Linked DNA regions of Mus musculus: region 2 is linked to region 1. The links are chromatin contacts, called in public HiChIP or PLAC-seq maps. All regions are on one chromosome and are shown on one strand. The core of a region is the stretch at or near the end of the contact, and the rest is flanking DNA. Distances in the headings are between cores, read along the strand shown. Region 1 has its middle 15 kb from the start of Gm10610. Region 2 overlaps Il16 (interleukin 16).

Region 1 (5,433 bases), core at 1,557-4,056:
TACTCTCAGCCCCCCTCCACTCACGGCAGGCCACGCCACCTCACCATGCACACAGCTTCAGCCAATCAGGGCGGCAGGGGCATGTCTCCACCAAATATGGACTTGTTTACACCGCCAGCATCATGGTGCACCTGCACAGTTCTCACGATGGTCGTGGCTTATTTTCAGGTGTATGAGGAAGTCAGGTGCAAGTCATAAGACTTAGCTGCAGTCCTGGGCGCCATCTTGGGACTGCTGCCACACCCGCTCCTTACATAAAGCCAGCAAGGTAACAACTCACGTAGGTCTCTGATTGCCTTCCTATTCTCCCACCCCCACCCTCATGCCAAGTCCACGGAGATCACCCGGGAAAAATCTCACTATCACAGGACCCACAGTTTAATCACATTTAGAAAGTCATATTTGCCCTAGAAGAAAACTTCCTCAGCTTCTAGGGTAAGGCTCACTGTTTTGTGGACCATTGTTCAGCCTACTGTGGGGAGGAAGAGAAAAGGGTCTGTGGGAGTATAACGGTGAGCATGGTGGCCCCTTACAGCCCATTCTTTGCCCACACTGGACTATAGCCATAACTGGCCACTCACTGTCTTTAGTGCTGTCTTTAGAGCGCCCAGAGTGGTTTCTGGATAGTAAGTCCAGGGTTAGGGCCACCCTCCCTGCTGAGTACTCCTCTTGGGAATGGATGCTCAAACCAGTACCAGGCAGCCCAGGATACCCCTACCGCCACTATCATCACTGTGAAAAGAGAATTTATCTTTGTGTCGACTGTCTGGAGGGACAATAAAGGTCAACAGGCTGTCTTTATAAAGGACTGTAACCTTGTGTTTGTTTGTGAGCCTCTATTTGACTTTTTTTTTTTTAATTATGTATGTAATGGCTTGGGGATGGCCCTGTTACTGAAGTCTTTGCCATGAGAGCATGAGGATTTGAATTGGCTTTGCAGAACCTATGTTAAAAAGCCAGACATGGTGGTGACATGTTCTTGTAACTCCAGGATTGGAGGAAGTGACAAACAGATTCTGGGGGCTGCCAGTCAATCTAGTCTCCCTGGTGAATGGCACATCAATGAAGCCCTTATCTTAAAGACAAGGTAGACAGTGGATAGAACATCAAAGCTTAATCTCTGACCCCTAAGGCACGCATGTATTCACGCACACACAGGCACCCATGTGGATAAGTGAATACACACCCCACACAAACACAAACTATGTGCTTTTATTATCTGGGAGGTTTTTTAAATTAAAGTAAAAAATATACTTAAAAAGACAGAACTAATAAAAGCAGTGCACTTTCAAGGTAATGAGATCGCTGTTCAAAATATCTTGTGTTTTATTATCGTTTTTTTTTTTTTAATTGTTTCAGAAGTATATTGGCTCCAAGGAGAATTCCCCATAGGGTTATCTGAAGACAATGGCTGTGGTTCTGCCTGATACGTTCTGTCTACTGTAGACATTGTCTAAATCAGAACTCATTTTGGTCCTCAGGCTTTATACTCAGCAAACAGCAAGCTCTTCCTAAGGCTGAACTGACCAATTCTCTTTCTTTTTTGAAGGATCCCTCCTGTTAGAGAGTTCCTGTAATTATTTGTGACATATTCTTTGTGGGTCATTTCCTGGAACTAATAATAGATGCGGAGTGGCTTCTATTCAGTACCGATGAGTATGAGGAACGCCCTCTCTGAACATGTTATTCAAAAATCAGGACTTCTTCCCCGGGCTGGAGGCCAGAGCCTCCTGCGGGGAACGAGTCCACACAACAGCTAGCTCAGCATGTGCTGGGGTTCGTTTCCTGTCCTTTGAACTTGGTGCTGGGTCATCCAAAGAGGGCTCCTCTGTCTTCCTTGGTGTTCTGAGAAACAAGTTGCTTTTCCATCTCACTTTTTGCTCTACTGTCCTGTCCCACTTGCTTTGGCATGATGGAGAGAGAGAGAGAGAGAGAGAGAGAGAGAGAGAGAGAGAGAGAGAGAGAGAGAGAGAGAGAGAGAGAGAGAGCGCAAGAGCAGAGGGAAGGCCAATGCTTTCTGAATGGCAGAGTGAGAATTAGGAGACCCATGTTAGATTGGACCCTTTTTGAAAACCTATCCTGTGACTCCAGGCTTCTTCTCCTCTCCGGAGTGTGTCAATTGTTTTTTTTTTTTTGTTTGTTTTGTTTTTTTCCCAGGCCTGGACTCAGGGATGCTCACAGCTGGACAAGGATTCTTCAGTGTCTCCCCAACAGAGGCAGCAGCGCCTGTTAGAAACCCTTTGACCTACTTTCATAACACAGCAGAAAAAGTAATTCCAGTTTCAAGAAAGTCAGGACTCAAATCCCTTACTTAAAGATTAAAAGAGGTCTCTAAAAAGACCTCAGGGTTCGGACTGGAGAAGTAGTTCAGTGGTTAAGAGCCAGTTGTTGCTTCTGTAGAGGACCTGGGTTGGATTGTCAGCACCCACATGGTGAGTCACAAACATTTACAAACTCAGTTCCAGGGGATCTAACACACTCTTCAGACCTCTGTGGACAACAGGCATAGACGTAGTACACACACACGCACACACACACACACACACACACACACACACACACAAGGGAAAACGGTCACATAAATAAGATGACTAACTTTTTAACAATTTATTTTAAGAAGTAAAATTAAAACTCAGGTCATGTTTCTCAAGGCGAGTGCAGTGTCCGTTTATTTGTATTAGAATCAGTTTTGTTTTGTATTTTTTTTTTTTTTTTTGAAGAAGATGCTTAACTGCAGCCTGCGAGGCAGCTGTTCTCAACTGACTGCCCCGCCCAGGCCTCAGATTGCCTCAGTGTGTGGGTGGTGAATGACATTTCCTCCCGGAAGACCATGTAGATCGGACCTACACTGTGGCTGAGTCTCAGCCCACACACAATATTGTGTACTTAATGCCACTGGCCTTTTAAAACCAAGAGAGTCTCCTAGAAATAGGATATAACATCCCGACCACGGTTTCCCTCCTTCGTCTCCTCCCCTGCCCACCTCTCTTCTCCCCCAGATCCACACCTCCTTTGTTTCCCTTCAGAAGAGTGCAGGGATCTCGACCAGACAGACATATGGAGTTACAGTAAGACTGGGCATCTCCCCTTATGTTAAGGCTGGATGAGGCAACCCAGTGGGAGGAAAAGGGGCTCCAAAGCAGGCAGGAGTCAGAGCAGGCCTCACTCCCACTGTTAGGGGTCCCACAAAAGACCAACGTAGACAATCGTAATATATATGTAGAAAGCTTAGGTCAGACCCACGTAGGATCCCTGGTTATTGGTTTAGTCTCCGAGAGCCCCTGCGAGCCCAAGTTAGTTGATTCTGCGGGGTTTCTTGTGGGGTCATGTCCTTGACACCCTGGCTTCTACAATCCTTCCTTTCCCTTTTTCACAGGATTCTCTGAGCTCTGCTTAATGTTTGGCTGTGGGCCTCTGCATCTGCTCCCATCAGTTTCTAGAAGAAGCCTCTGGTGATGATTATGCTAGGGTCCCATCTATGAATATAACAGGATATGATTAGTGACCATTTCTTTGACTTTTTTTTTTCTTTCCTTTTTGCTAGTCCTCTGGGCTGCCCAGCCTCTGGTCTCTGGCCCTCCAGGCAGTATCAGAGGTGAGATCCCGCTTACAAATAGGATTCTTGAAATATGAAATAAAAAGTCCTCATGGTCTATCAATTCAAAGTATGCTTTGAATAGGGTTAGAAATAACTAGGTAAATAGTCATCCCACACGTGTTTTACAAACTTTAGTTTACAATGGCATTGCAGTCTAGGTAACTGCATCATTACTTTACAAATTTTCCCAGTAAGGGCACAGGTAAGCTCTCACCAGCTGCCACTAAGCTAAGAAAGGTCTGTATTTTTCAGCATCTTTTTTTTTTCCCTTGGTACTCTTCTTTGCTGTGGTTTGCATTTAAAATGACTTCATGTGGGGTTATGCATGTGTTATGTGTTAGTATATATGTCCATATGTGTGCATGTGTGTGTGAAGACTAGATTACACAGGGTACCATCCTGTATCACTCTGCACTTTACTTTTTGAATTTGGAGCTTGCTGATTGAGCTAAACTGACTGGTTAAGGCCCTGTGAATGAGGCTGGCATCACAGGCATACACTGCTGTGCCTGGCTTCTTCTGATGTGCTGGGAATCCAGACTTGGTGGTTTTACACTTGCCTGACAAGTACTTGGGAGACTGAGCCACCCCCCCCCCCTTCTTCAAATTTATTTATTTTATGTGCATGGGTAATTTGATTGCTTATATGTCTGTGCACCACATGTATTCAGTGCTCACAGATGCCAGAAGAAGGTGTTGGATCCATGATTTCAGACAATTGTTAACCACCATGTAGGTGCTAGAAATAGAACCTGGGTTCCCTGAAGAACAGTCAGTGCTCTTAACCACTGATCCAACTCTCCAGCCCAGGATTTGTGTTCTTAATCATTGTGCTGAAAGTAATGTTGTTGACTGACAGTAATAATGGAGGAACGATGCTTGACTGTAAAGAAGTTCATGATACTGGGGACATCCTCGAGAAGAAGAAATTGTCCTTAATTTTGACTGTGGAGGTAGTTTCATGGATGCGAACATTTGACAAAAATTTTTCAAATTATACACTTAAGTGACTAATGTCATGTGTAGATATATTTTAATAGATAATCTTAAAATGATAACATTTTAGGGCATACATAGGCTGAACCTAGTTCCCCCCACTTATGTAGCAGATGCGCAGCTCATTCTACATGTGGGTTTTCGAACAAGTAGATCAGGGGCTATCTCTAAGGCAGTTGCCAGTCTGTGGAATACTTTCCCCTAATTTGGTTGCCTTATCTGGCTGTAATGGGAGAGGATGTGCCTAGCCCTGCAGAGACTTGATGGGCCAGAGTGACAGGATGAGAAGAGGACTCCACCCTCTCTGAGGAGAAGGGGAGGGGAGATGGGAGAAGGAACCATGTAAGGGAGGGGACAGTGATTAGAATGTAAAGTGAATAAAATATAGTTAAAAATATAACATTTTGATTTTCTACAGTAATCTAACACAAGTTTTACAAAATTATTTTAAAACGGTGATGAAAAATTGAATGAGAATACTAATTTTGAAAACTGTAGTAGATATAATAAAATGCCTCACAACACAGAGAAGGAAAATCTGCATGTTTTGAGAGAAGGGGGATTCTGGAGTCCTGATTTCATACACACAGAAGATGGAGTAAAACAAACAGATCAGAATTGAACTTGAGTCCCTTGCTAGTCTCGTGTGTTCTGTTTTAACAGTTTCCAGTGATAAGAAATATTTAAATTGCTTATGAATTTATTAGAATATATTATAGCATCTCTTTAGTGGGGCAAATAATATTTTTTGAATGAGCATAATATTTTTTCAGCATAAAATTGACTGATTTTATTGTAAAAACATGAAGCAGTAGTAACTTAAGTGTGATGGACACAGA
Region 2 (5,666 bases), core at 839-3,338, 94 kb before region 1:
GCCCTCACCTCCACCAGACCCTGAAACTAAAATCCCTCCCACATTGGCATGGTAGCTCACCAGTCTTCCCACAATTGGGGCACTGAGCTCTTGCATGAATAGTAATGCTGTGTGGTATGAGTGGTGTGTCCCTGTGGCTGTCACATGCAGGCTCAGAAAGGTTGAATGATGCTCTTAACTCAACGTTAGAAAACTCATCGGAGTCTGAACCCAAGGCTACCCAGGCTACGAGTCTTCTACTAGAGCAGTTGGATGCACAGGGTGCTGCCTGTGGTCCACCTGGTCTTTTGAGGCTCAGTTTGAATGTTTCCTTGTGCTTACCATGCAGGTGTCAAAAGGCTGGAGAGCAGCTGGCATGGGCGGCCTACCTTGGAGAAAGAACGTGAGAAGCACTCAGCGCCCCCACATCGAAGGGCCCAGAAGATCATGGTCCGATCCAGCAGTGACAGCAGCTACATGTCTGGGTCACCAGGGGGAAGTCCCTGCAGTGCAGGTGCGGAGCCACAGCCTTCTGAGAGGGAAGGCAGCACACACAGTCCCAGCCTGTCCCCAGGGGAGGAGCAAGAGCCGTGCCCAGGGGTCCCATCCAGGCCTCAGCAGGAGAGCCCACCCCTTCCTGAGAGCTTGGAAAGAGAGAGCCACCCACCACTGAGACTGAAGAAATCTTTTGAGATTTTGGTGAGAAAGCCGACATCCTCCAAACCCAAGCCTCCACCCAGAAAATACTTTAAAAATGACAGCGAGCCTCAGAAGAAACTGGAGGAGAAAGAGAAGGTCACAGACCCTTCTGGGCACACCTTGCCCACCTGCAGCCAGGTAGGAGGGTGTGCTCAGTGGGACGTGTGTCCCCTGCAACATGCAAAGCTGCTGCCCTTGAGCATTAGAAATGTCTGCAGGCTTCCTGTACTCTGGCATAGAGAAGCACTCTCTTTAAGCTCACTGTGCAGAGACATATGAAGCTTCGCAGAACCAAACCGGAAGTTCCGGGCCTGCCAACTGTTGGCAGTAACACTCGCGGGTCACATGGCTCACGCGCTGGTGTATCAGCAGCAGGGTTACTTTGTGGTGGGGAGGCTGAGTCCAGGAATCTGAGATGCTCTGCTAACCACAAGTAGTCACCCCAATAGCTAAAGCAGAGGGAGAATGATTGCTTGTGGGAGTACAAGATGTTCGCGAGAAATTAACTTTGCCTTCTGGAGGTGGGGAGACTCGGAAACCATCCTCTCTAAGTCTAGGTGTCCTTAGCTGCTACTTTGGGCTTTTTGAGTGGCTCCCTCTACAGGCTGTTGTGAGACTTAGATCTTCCCTTCCGTATATTGAAGACTCCAGCACCATAACTTCTCTTGGAGCTTCTTCCTCTAGCTTTACACCCAAAGGATGGTAGGTAGACAGGAAGGCAGCTGCTGAAACTTGAGCCCTTTCAACAAAGGACACTGTTTTAGGGTTTCTATTACTGTGAAGAGCCACCAAGACCATGGCAACTCTTATAAAGGACGTTTAATTGGACTTACAATTTCAGAGGTTTAATCTATTACTGTCATTGTGGAAAACATGACATCAGGTAGGCAGACATGGTTCTGGAGGGGCTTTGTTTTACATCTTGATCTACAGGCAGAAGGAGACTGCCACACTGGGCATAGCTTGAGCATATAAGACCTCAAAGCCCGCCTCCACAGTGACATACTTCCTCCAACAAAGCCACAACTACTCTAACAAAGCCACACTCCCTACTAGTGCCAGTGCCTATTGGCCAAGCACTTAAACACACAACTCTATGAGGGCTGTCCCTACTCAAACCACCATAGGCATTATGCTAGATATGTTCACGCACGTTGTTTTAGTTCATCCTTCCCCGGGTCTGAGGGTGAGATTCCCAGTTTCACAGAAGAAGAACTTACTTAAGTTTGTGTTGCTGAGGCGTGCAGTGAAGGCTGCTAGGGGTGAAGTAAGGCCTCTGGAAATCCCCTAGAAGAAAGCAGGAGATTTGTCAAACTGCCCATTGACAAGCTTCAGTGAGGTGGATGGGGAAGGAAATTCTTGAGTTCCTTGGTGAAGACACAGTGAAGGAGGAGCTGTGTTACCAAACAGGAAGTACAGACTTTCAGGCAGCTGAACGTGCCGGGCTGACTAGCAACCAGAGAGGGCGGGGTATCCTGTGAATGTGTTTCCCTGACTCCCCCTTCAGCAAACACTTCATTTGGATCTGAGGCAGAATCTAGAAGGCAAACCAGAAGGAAATGTTGAAAGGGTAGACATTTTGCTTTCCTCCTGCAGACCCAGGAAAGGAGAACAGGTGCCTTGATGAATCTCTTTGGCTTCCTGATTGGGTGGGGCCACATGTCGGGCAAGGAGCATTGCCAAGTAAGACAGCCAGGGGAGGAAGCAGGTGTTCTGTAGGGAAGGCCAGGCAAGGAGCCAAGGTATTTAAGACAGCACACAGACAAATATAAACACATGTATGTGCGAGCATGTGCACTCTCTCTCTCTCTCTCTCTCTCTCTCTCTCTCTCTCTCTCTCTCTCTCTCTCTCTCTCTATCTCTCTCTCTGATTTCTCTGTTCAGCATCCCACATCTTGAGCAATCTGCCCTGCCTTTGGCTTCCTTCCCTGTTCACACCAGCAATATGGTCCACACTAACACAAAGGCCGTTCTGTGGCTGCTCTTTTGTCCTCTCTGCATCATCCCACATGGCCAGTAGACCCTTCTGTAACTTATTCACTCAACCAACAGAGCATTGTTGTGCTGGCAGAGAGATCACAAAGACAGGCTTCTAGTCTGACAGAAAACAGGAAGCAGTTGACCTTCTACACCATTCTTAACAGCCTTGGCCACTCCCAGACCTTTCTCAATGGATCTTATTGCCTGTGATTCCATTTTCAACCCTTCTTCTCTCTCCCTTTTCTCCCTCTTCCCTTCTTTTTTCCTACCTTCTTCTCTTGTTTCTGTCTGTAGTCTTTTCTCTCTAGGGTCCTAAGACCCTTCTCAAGCAGATATGTACGACAGGTTACATTTAATGTAACTGAAGGTAACCCAATTTCCTGTACCCAAATGACCTTCAAGATACTTCCCATGAACCTGGAGAGATGACTCAGGATCACTGGCTGCTCTTCTAAAAGATCCAAGCTCCATTCCCGCACTTACACGGAGGCTAGTAATCACCGGTAACTCCAGTTCCTGTGGATCTGATGCCCAATCCGGCCTCTGTGGGAGCTCTGTGGGCACCCACACTGTCTTAAAATACCACTCACATTTAAGAAAATGATTTTGTATTCTCTGATTAGTCCCCATCTCTCATCCTCTTGCCTTACCTCCTCCCTCTCCCCTCATTCACCAAGTGCTGAGCCAGGGAACATTTGCCTGAATAAATTTTGTGTAGAAATCAAATTAAGTTTGGGATTAATTTAAAAGACCTTTTCCAAAGATAATGCAACGTAAGAGGTGTTGATTAAAAGGTAAAATGTGGGTTCTGAGAAGACAACTAATCAATAAAGGAGCTCCAGAGAACCATAAGGTCCTGGCCCAGTCCAAGAACCCACATCAAAAACAACATCACAAGACCAACATGGAAAGGCAGAGGCAGGCAAATCCCTGGGGCTGGTAGCCAGCCAGCTTTGCCTATTTGGGGCACTCTGAACCAGCGAGTGACCATCTCAAAACACAGGTATGTAGTTTCTGAGGAACAACACCTGAAGTCCCTTTGGCCTCTACACCCATATACTCACAGGAACAAGGACACATACATACAAGTACACATGAGGAAGAAAAAGGAGAGAAAAAGGAAGAGAAGAGAAGAGGAGAGGAGAGGAGAAGAGAAGAGAAGAGAAGAGAAGAGAAGAGAAGAGAAGAGAAGAAAGGGATAGCCACAAAATGGAATATTTCTCTGCTCTAAAGAAAAGTTAAATAAAAAAAATCAGAAAAAAAGTTTTTTCAGGAAAACAGATGACATAGAATGTATACTATTAACCCAAGCCATAGAGTCTCAGAAGTAAAGCACATGTTTATATGAGAGCATGTTGGATTTAGCCAATACTATATATACACATGTAAACAAATGTGTTGATATATCACACAAAGACAGAAAGAGGAAAGCTGAGTATAAGGGACAAGGAAGGATTGGATGCAGGTGGTGAGAACAAGTTGGAAAGGGGATGGAAAGTTGTAGTGATCATGTGATCGTGGATTTTTCTGCTTTGAGTGGCAAATAAGTACATACATTATATCTGACCCTGGAAATGTAAAATTTAATATGAAGCTTCACGGCTTTCATTTCAAAGCCCAATTCGAATTGTATATAAGTTGTATAGCCTTTGAGTCTGGTTAATTCTAGAGTGTGATTTTTTTTTTATTTCTTTGTAAGTTTTTTAAAATAAAAAACAAAACAAAGCAAAGTTCATTTAAAAAAAGAAAAGTGAGACAGACACACAGATATTGCTTTAGTTACTTTTCTATTATTGTAAAGAGACACCACAATCAAGGCAGCTTATAGAGAACAAAGAGCTTATTAGGCTTACAATTACAAAGGGTCAGAGTCCATGACCATAATGGCGAGGAGAATGTCAGTAGGCAGGCCTGGTGCTGGAACAGTAGCTGAGAGCTTACATGTTGAGACAACAATGCAGTAGAGGAGGGTGGATTGGAATGGTGTGGGCTTTTTAAACCTCAAAGCCCACCTCCAGTGATATACTTCCTCTAACAAGGCCACACCTCCTAATCCTTCCTAAACAACTGCACCAACTGGGGAACAAGAATTCAAATATATGAGCCTTGGAGGCCATTCTCAATCAAACCACCACAGACATACACTAAGGTCTTTTCTAAGATGGTTTGATGGCATTGGATATGCTTCTCTGTAAAATCATCCAACAATCTGTAGATATGGATGGCAGTCACCTCACAGAGGTGACTCCCGAATGCGCAGGACTTGAGAGCCACCCCAGCACAGTAAAATATTTCTCTTCCACACATGAATACATCAGAAGCATCACCTGAATGGGGCCCTGGCTTTGCCTTTTCTTCTAGAGGACACTATGCTTGCTGTCATGCATGGTTGCCTAGGGAAGTCTCAGCTTTGCTCTAGAACCAGATGCCAAGCATTTCTCTAGCAAGTCTTCTGTGCTACTGAGGTTCAATTTGCCCTCTGCTGACTCTGGACCTCTTGGTCCTGAAGCTCACTCTGGCTTTGTGGTAACTCTACCTAAATAGTAGGTGGATACTTGGTATCTGATCCAGCTCCTCATAGGGCTGTTTTAAGGAGAATTTCGAGACAGCAGCCCTCCTCATAGAGAAAGAAACTTCAATAAGTGTATGGTGTCACCCTAGGTGCTGCAGAGGGAAGCCCGAAGTTGGGTGCTGACTTGGCACTAAGCTTGAGAATCTCAGAGTGGAGCTCAGTTGGTAGAATGGTTTTTTTCTAGTAGAACAGAAGCCTGGATTTGACTTCCAACACTATATAAAACAATATGGTGGCACATGGCTTGAATCCATGCCCCTGGGATATTCTTAACTACACAGATAGCTTGAAGCTAATTTCGGATACCTAAGACCTTGCCTCAAACAAAATCAAAATTGGGGCTGGCAGGAAGGCTCAGTGGGTAATAGAGCTGTTGCTAAGCTTGATGATCTGAGGTCAGTCCTCATGTGGTGGAGGGAAAGGAGTGATTCCTACA

What was found. HiChIP or PLAC-seq counts read pairs in DNA pulled down with a chosen protein or histone mark.
Region 2: a contact with region 1 is called in an H3K27ac HiChIP or PLAC-seq map of regulatory T cells, with 4 times the contacts expected there. The contact joins two enhancer-like sites. A contact is called at or near these places in 7 of 39 promoter capture datasets (the 3T3-L1 cell line, 3T3-L1-derived adipocytes, the C10 cell line and 3 more), 55 of 484 Hi-C or Micro-C datasets (3T3-L1-derived adipocytes, B cells, the BV-2 cell line and 37 more), 12 of 115 datasets of contacts at active chromatin or transcription factors (CD8 T cells, the NIH/3T3 cell line, Th17 cells and 8 more) and 1 of 9 other capture datasets (liver).

Annotation. Positions count from the first base shown.
Region 1 is chr7:83,562,439-83,567,871 of GRCm38.p6, reverse strand. No RefSeq gene overlaps it. Among named protein-coding and RNA genes, the nearest start is that of Gm10610, 15 kb to the right of the region's middle. Within about 2 kb of position 2,806, at least 58 of the 459 cell types and tissues checked have an H3K27ac peak or open chromatin away from gene starts, as enhancers often do. A contact at or near this core is called in B cells, the BV-2 cell line, CD8 T cells and 6 more, where this site is marked.
Region 2 is chr7:83,655,948-83,661,613 of GRCm38.p6, reverse strand. It overlaps Il16 (interleukin 16), which reads left to right. Exons shown (of 19, transcript NM_001360087.1): 12 at 329-816. Among named protein-coding and RNA genes, the nearest start is that of Stard5, 27 kb to the right of the region's middle. Within about 2 kb of position 2,088, at least 149 of the 459 cell types and tissues checked have an H3K27ac peak or open chromatin away from gene starts, as enhancers often do. A contact at or near this core is called in B cells, the BV-2 cell line, CD8 T cells and 6 more, where this site is marked.